2 separate regions of the Gossypium hirsutum genome follow, and region 1 is linked to region 2. A link is a contact called in public Hi-C data. All regions are on one chromosome and are shown on one strand. Each heading gives the region's core, a stretch centred on a gene start, on an enhancer-like site or on the middle of the called end of the contact. The rest is flanking DNA. Distances are from core to core; before and after follow the strand shown. Region 1 holds the start of LOC107918176 (dihydroneopterin aldolase 2). Region 2 has its middle 34 kb from the start of LOC121207798.

Region 1 (3,358 bases), core at 75-2,574, 340 kb after region 2:
TTCAGACTGAAAATCAATATAACATTATAATAAGCTCGTGAATATAAAATAATAATATTTATTGACTTGATCATCAAAAAACAGGATTCTAAAATTGTCATTTCTGGTATCATTAAAAATGAATTGGTACATTAAGAGCACAATTTATCTCTATAGAATGTAATTTCTTTGTCTTCATTCAGAGCTTTTTCTTGGAAAGCCACCACTTCTACCTTGAAACCATTCTGTAGTATAAGATTTCGGAAGTAGCGAATAAGTCATTTAGTGAATAGGTATATTATTTTTATTCCACCTAACGTCAAGAATTTTTTGAATTACGTTAAAAACCTTTGAGTGTCCAGTTATCAAGTCTTGATCTTCATGATAAAAAATTGTTTCTTTATTATTATTATTATTATTATTATTTTATCATTGAGTCTTAATTATCAAGTCTTACTTCCCTGAAAAATTCAATCATATACACTGTGTGAACTTTAACAGAAAATTAATTTTGTCCTATCATGTTTCACTAACTAATAAATCCATGAGTTTTCTTGCTTTCAGTTTAATGGGGTCTTTTTTTCCATTAACCCTAAACCCTTTCCAATCTAGGTCCAACATCGTTTTTCCAAAGCTTCTTTTGCTTTCAACCACAAAAATGTTAGAAGCAAATCTAGTTTCGGCTACCTTCAATAACATCACATTTGAATATCTATTGAAAATAGATTGTGACAAGTTATGGTCTAGGATAAAGTAGTTCACTTCACGCACCTCATCCGCCAAATCATTCACCCATCTGCATTCCGAATAGTGAGATGATTGATCAAAATACTCACAGATAGTTTTTAATGTCAAGTTCAAGCAATCAACAACTCAAGGAGTCCAAAAAATATGAGGAAATTTTTATTCAATTAACGTTCCTGTACTTTTGAAATCGGATAGATTTGCACGACATTTTGTGGTGTGATTTTTTCGATGCCCTGGATGAACAAGCTTGCTATATATTCCGCCATCTTTAATTTTGTCACTTGAATCAACAGCCATGATAAACATTGCACCACCCAAAGAAGCCGCCATTATGTTAATTAGAGGCCTTTGTTGAAGATCAGACCGGCCATTAGAACATATAGAAGTTCTTTTGCTCCATGTGTCTCGTATAGGTTCAAGAAGCCTATCAACAGATGCCCTCTCTTGAGTTCATAACGGCATCCGAAGTCGATCAAATGTAAGAGGTACATAGTTGGCTAAATTAGAATTTGCTAACTTTTGAGCCCAACTTCGAAATCAATGATATTTTACAAAATTGAAAGGTATGGGACTGGTGTAAAATGCTTGACCCCAATCCTTATCTGCTACATTGAAAACCAACTCCAAAGCTCCTTTCCTTTTCTTAGGCGGAACTAGATTAGACCGTTGGGGAAGTGACATGTAATATGTTTTCTATTTTGATGTTACGATTATATTTGCTTTCTTCCGTTCAGCACTTTCATGTTCTCTTCTAAGCTCTCGAAGTATTTCATTATTAACACCATTTTTTAACCCTAGTCATAGCTGTTGGCAATTGGCCCACTGTTATTTTGTCAAATAAATGGGCTGGATCTGCATTTAAAAAAAAAAAAAAAAACTCCCTCATTGACAAGAAAAACCCTAGGAACTAAAAGTAAACTCACGAGAAGATCTTCTTATCTCTTACTGCCGATTACCGTTGGGGGCTTTCCCCATCAGTTTTTCTTTTCTTTTCCTCCAGCAACTACTTTATCAGAGGTTGTAGACGATCGCCGACGCCGCTGCCACCGCCGTGTATCTTCTTCCTTTCTTTTTCCTTTCGATTTCGCCGGATCTGATCCGTGTCCAGTGTCGGATCGTGTCGAACTGTATAGTCCGGGTGCCGGAGGTGACGAGGATGGAAGGTATTGGAAATGGAATACCAACCGGGGACAAAATCATATTGAGGGGCTTGAAATTTCATGGTTTCCATGGAGTAAAGCCTGAAGAGAAAAAACTGGGTCAGAAGTTCTTGGTGGATGTAGATGCTTGGATGGATCTTCGGAAAGCCGGTGAATCTGACAACTTATCGGACACCCTTAGTTACACCGATATTTACCGGTGAGTAACCGAAAAGACATTGAATTGAATCTTTTAGCTTATGTTTTGGTTTTAATTAGAATTTTGGCGACTTTTATGTAATAGGATAGTGAAGGAAGTTGTGGAAGGGCCATCTCATGATCTTTTGGAATCAGTGGCTCAAATGATTGCATCAAAAACCTTCACAAATCACTCTCAAATATCTGCAGTTCGAGTAAAGGTTGGGAAGCCTCATGTTGCTGTTCATGGCTGTCTCGACTACCTTGGAGTTGAGATTATCAGATATAGAACCATCGATGCGCCTAACTGACCTGAATATATATCATCCTTTGAGCAGTCCGTCACGTGGATGTGGTAACAGATCATCTTTCATCCATGCTTGGTACCTCAGGTTTCTCATTCACTTAAATTAATGTATTTGTGTTTTTTCTTCTTCATGTTTGTTTATAGTGTAATGGAATGTGTCCGAGTTGTGACCGTATTGAAGTTCGATGCCTATGGTCGTATTTAATATCGTATTACTTTTTTTTTTTTAATTTATGAAATACTCCTTTTACATAAAAGAAAAGACTGTATATGAGTTATTTTTTTTTAGATATTACGGTGATTTTTATATGAATATATTGACAATATAGATTGTTAAAATATCAATTTTTTTTTCAATTATCTCTATCTATAATGGGAATATGAAATTGGTATCAACAATATGATATCTCCATGATCTATTTAAGACTTGAATTTTATTGTTACTAGAATATGCCCTCACTTCGCTTCGGGTAAATGAAGTAAAATTTAGATTAATTTGTAATATATGTAACAAATTATATGGAACACAAAACAATTTAAAACATGAAAAAAGTATATAAAATAATTAAAACACGGGGTATCATGAAAAGTTCATGACACAAATATTAAGCTTATTAAAATCTATGTAAGGTGAAATAAGGAATATATGGAAACACTCACGTATGATAATATTTGGGTGCAAATCTTAAGATATGTTTCAAATTTAAAAGGAGTATGTATCCTGAGTTATATGTATAGCTATTAACTACTTAGGGAACTATACCTTATAAATAAACTTATAAATAAAAAAGAACCGTTTCCAAATGAGAGAAGTAGAAATAAACCGCAACCGTCAGCATTGTTTAAACTAATTTTAATTCATAAAATATATTTTATATTTATCATTTGAATTCATTTACTTAATAAAAATAAATTTGATTTCTATAATAAATTTCAAACTCAATTCATTGTCTAAATTTGAATTAAGAATTTTCAAATTAAATCTTAA
Region 2 (3,653 bases), core at 737-3,236:
GTGGTGTGGGTCTTTTTTGTCAAGTTTTCTTTACTTGATTGTGGGCTTGTTGCTTTGGTTATATTATTATATATTTGGGTTATTTGCCAATGCTATACTTAATCTAGACTTATTCATGGTCAGGCCACTCGACTTGACCTGAATGCCTGCCCAAAATGTAAAAGGGTTTGAGTAAAATATAAGCCCGAAAAATAGGCTTGGACAAAAAAATAAGGTCTGTTTAAAAAATGGGTTGGGCCTCGGGTAAGGCATTTTTGCTCGGGCTCAGCCCGAATGCACTAAATGACAAAAAAAATATGTTTTTTAATATTATTTTCTTATTATTTTCTCCCTATTTTGCTACCATTTTACTATTATGTTGCTACTATTTTGTTGTTATTGTTTGGATATTTTATAAAACTTATTTTATTGTTAATTTTGTTATTATTTTAAAGATATTTGTTAATTTTGTTATTATTTTAGAGTCATTTGCTTGTTAAGTTGCATCTATTTTAGTGTTATTTAAGTATACATATTTTTTAAATTTTATTTTCAATTTATTGGGACATACTTATTTTGATGTTTTTAGTATTTTTGATGTATTATATATATTTTAAAATTATATAAAAATTAATATGGACAGGTCGAGTCGGGACCAAGTTTTAACATTTTTATTCGGGTCGGGTTGGATAAAATTTTAGGTCCATTTTTTGAACTCGGACCTAACAAACGAGTATAAATTTTTAGTTGAACCCGGCCCGGCCATGCACACCTCTAACTTAAACTACTATAAGTAACATTTTATTATTATATCAAGATAAATTTATACATTAAGACTTTAATGTTTATAAATATAGAGATTAGAGAAGCATAATAAAACATTCTCATTAATGAATAAAATATAAAATTCTCTTTTAACTCTTAAGTTCTGTTATCTACTCACTTTTATCTTTAATAACAACATTTAATTTGTAGAAAATTTAGCTTAAAATATTTTAATTAATTAAGATTAAATAATCAAGTGTTACTATTATTTTAATAAAATGATTGTGAATAAAAAAGTATTTTAATATAAAAAAATATATTTCTTATTGTTGTACCTTGTTGTATTTGTATCTTCGTTTCCTAAAAATTGTTGTCACTGTGTCCGTATTGTGTTATATTCATATTGCGTGTTCTTGCGAATCCCGTCCAGCTATAAAAATTCTGGTATTGTTAGACGGTTCAACAATTATAAATATTGATTACAGAAGTGATTGTACTTGCAGCTATAAATAGCTATTATTTGAATCAGTAAATTGTTTGTAATCAGTAAAAATATCAAAAATTAAAATAAAAATTTATTTTTAAATTAATTAAATCGATTTTATAAATTTAATATATATGTTTTTAATAATTATAGGACCGGTAATCAAATTGAAGTTTGTGTTAAGAGTAAAGAAACAACACAAAAGCCCAAAACCATGACCACACAAAAGTTGATATCATACGTACCAATAACAGTAATTATTAGTAATTAATTAATAATAAACTCAATATGATACAATACTCAATCACTCAAATGTACTCAATTCAGTGCTTCAAAAGCGCAACAAGGGAAACAATCAGAGAGAACATAACCGCAATTCCGGAAACCGCCGGCGAGAAAGCAGCTCCGGTATCCATTGACGGCGCAGGCGCCATTGCACTGTCCTGAGCTGATGCAGTGGTGGTGAGTGAGAGCACAACGGCAACAAACATGATCATAATGCCTTTAGAGAAGCAAAGCTCTGCCATTTCTTAAAACAAACGGAGCAAATATACAAATTTTTGCAAGAAAAAGAAATTACTCAAATTTTGTAAGCAATTGACATTTCAAGATGTGGGGGTTTCTTATATATATAATAGGAATTTAGATTTTGATAGATGAACTAAGAAATGAAGTGGAGCCAGCTTGTAGAACAGCTCAAAATAGTGGGCGGTAGGTGTTTGATGGAATGGTTCAAAGAATGTACGCCGACCAGTCTGAAGCAGACACGTTGCAAAGGTTAGGTGTTATTTCAAGGTTTGAAAAGGTTATTGTCGGTTCGCATGTTCAGTTCTAAGAATGTGAAACCATAACCAACACCATGTGCCGTGTGCGGCAACTAGGCCTCCTTAGAAGTAACTTTAGAGAAAAACAATTGAGAATTTTATAATATGGATGGATAATAGATAAATTAGGAAACTGGAATTTATTCCTGTGGTTGTTTCCTTAGGATCATTTGACTTGACAAATATTATGACTTAAGATAACGTGTAAATATAATGAAATTAATTAAGTTTAAAGACTTTTTTTTTTATAACTGAGGTAAAGATCAAAAATGCTATTAATTGATTTCATATTACCACTACAATTCCCTCAACATCAATTGAAATGTCTTAATTGCAAAAATAAAAAATTCATCTCTTAATACTTAACTTATATTTTAAAAATTAAATTTTTATTTTTTTAAGTAAAAATTCTAGTACAACCATTATCATTGTTGATAGTTTTTATTAAAATTTATCAACTTAACATGATATGAGAATAACTTAATCAATATTTAATATTGATAAATTTTACTTACAATGTTAATATTAAACTAGAATTTTTAATTTAAAATAGTTAAATAATTTAATTTTTAATTTCTTTTAAGTACAAAAATTAAATAAAAAAACTACTGAAAATATGAATGCAAAAGGAAACGGCTATAAACTTTATCTCTTTCTTATTTCCCAGGAAAAAACTTGAAAATTAAGATTTTCAAAATAGGGTAAATTACACTAAAAAATCAATAAATTTATATTTTAATCTCTTAATTAAAAAAAAAAACTAATAAAAATTTTTATTTAAATTATTGTACTATTAATTATTTTTTCTCAAGTCTAGCCGGTAAACATTGACATTAAGCAGGATTCAATGGTTGACACAATAAAACTGTGTACCCACAGAAGATTATATCACAAATGGTTTGAGGAGAAAGTTGCTTGTTTTTTATTCCTAAAATAGTGTAGAGGAAGAGGGGAAGATTGTCCTGCGATTTTAACATTACTGTGAAAACTATTTACCCTTCAACATAAACGTTTATATATCTTCCATTAATCCAACTTTGAAAGTTCATGGTCATTGTTCAGAAACGAGTCACCGACGCTTTTGACATGCCATTTTTCCAAAACCTCATTATTTATTAATATATACATTTTGTTGTTTAAGGCTAAAACAACCTTTGGATTCAATACTTAAATTACAACAAATTACTTTTTGTCAAAATTGTTCAAATTCACTGCCATAATGGAATCTTGCTTTTACTGCGCTAAATAACAATAATTTCTTTCACCTTGCAAAAAAATAAAAAAGATAAATCATAACGGAAGCATTTTATTCAAAAAATCAAGTTCATTACAATAAATTTAACGAAGAAAGAATGGTATCATAAATACATACATACATACATATATATATATATAAAAGAAAGCCACACAGAGAGGAGAGCCAAACAAGCCCTTCAATTTAATGCTTGAAGAAAGCAAGAAGGGAAACGATCAAAGAGAAGCCAATGGCGGCGGTAGAAACTCCGACTGAGAATCCAGCTCCAGCGTCTGGCGACGGTGACGGCGCCTCACTAACCTGCGCCGAGGCAACGGTTAGGATTGCCATTACAAAAGCCAATAAA

The links. Hi-C and Micro-C count contacts between places; a contact is called where the count stands out from the background.
Region 1: a contact with region 2 is called in a Hi-C map of leaf, with 1.9 times the contacts expected there. The contact joins the promoter of LOC107918176 here to the enhancer-like site in region 2. A contact is called at or near these places in 10 of 34 Hi-C or Micro-C datasets (callus, hypocotyl, leaf and 1 more).

What each region holds. Positions count from the first base shown.
Region 1 is chrA01:48,957,083-48,960,440 of Gossypium_hirsutum_v2.1, forward strand. It overlaps LOC107918176 (dihydroneopterin aldolase 2), which reads left to right and starts at 1,325. Exons shown (of 3, transcript XR_005925782.1): 1 at 1,325-2,085; 2 at 2,170-2,446.
Region 2 is chrA01:48,616,960-48,620,612 of Gossypium_hirsutum_v2.1, forward strand. No RefSeq gene overlaps it. Among protein-coding and RNA genes, the nearest start is that of LOC121207798, 34 kb to the right of the region's middle. Within about 2 kb of position 1,987, at least 7 of the 9 cell types and tissues checked have an H3K27ac peak or open chromatin away from gene starts, as enhancers often do. A contact at or near this core is called in hypocotyl and leaf, where this site is marked.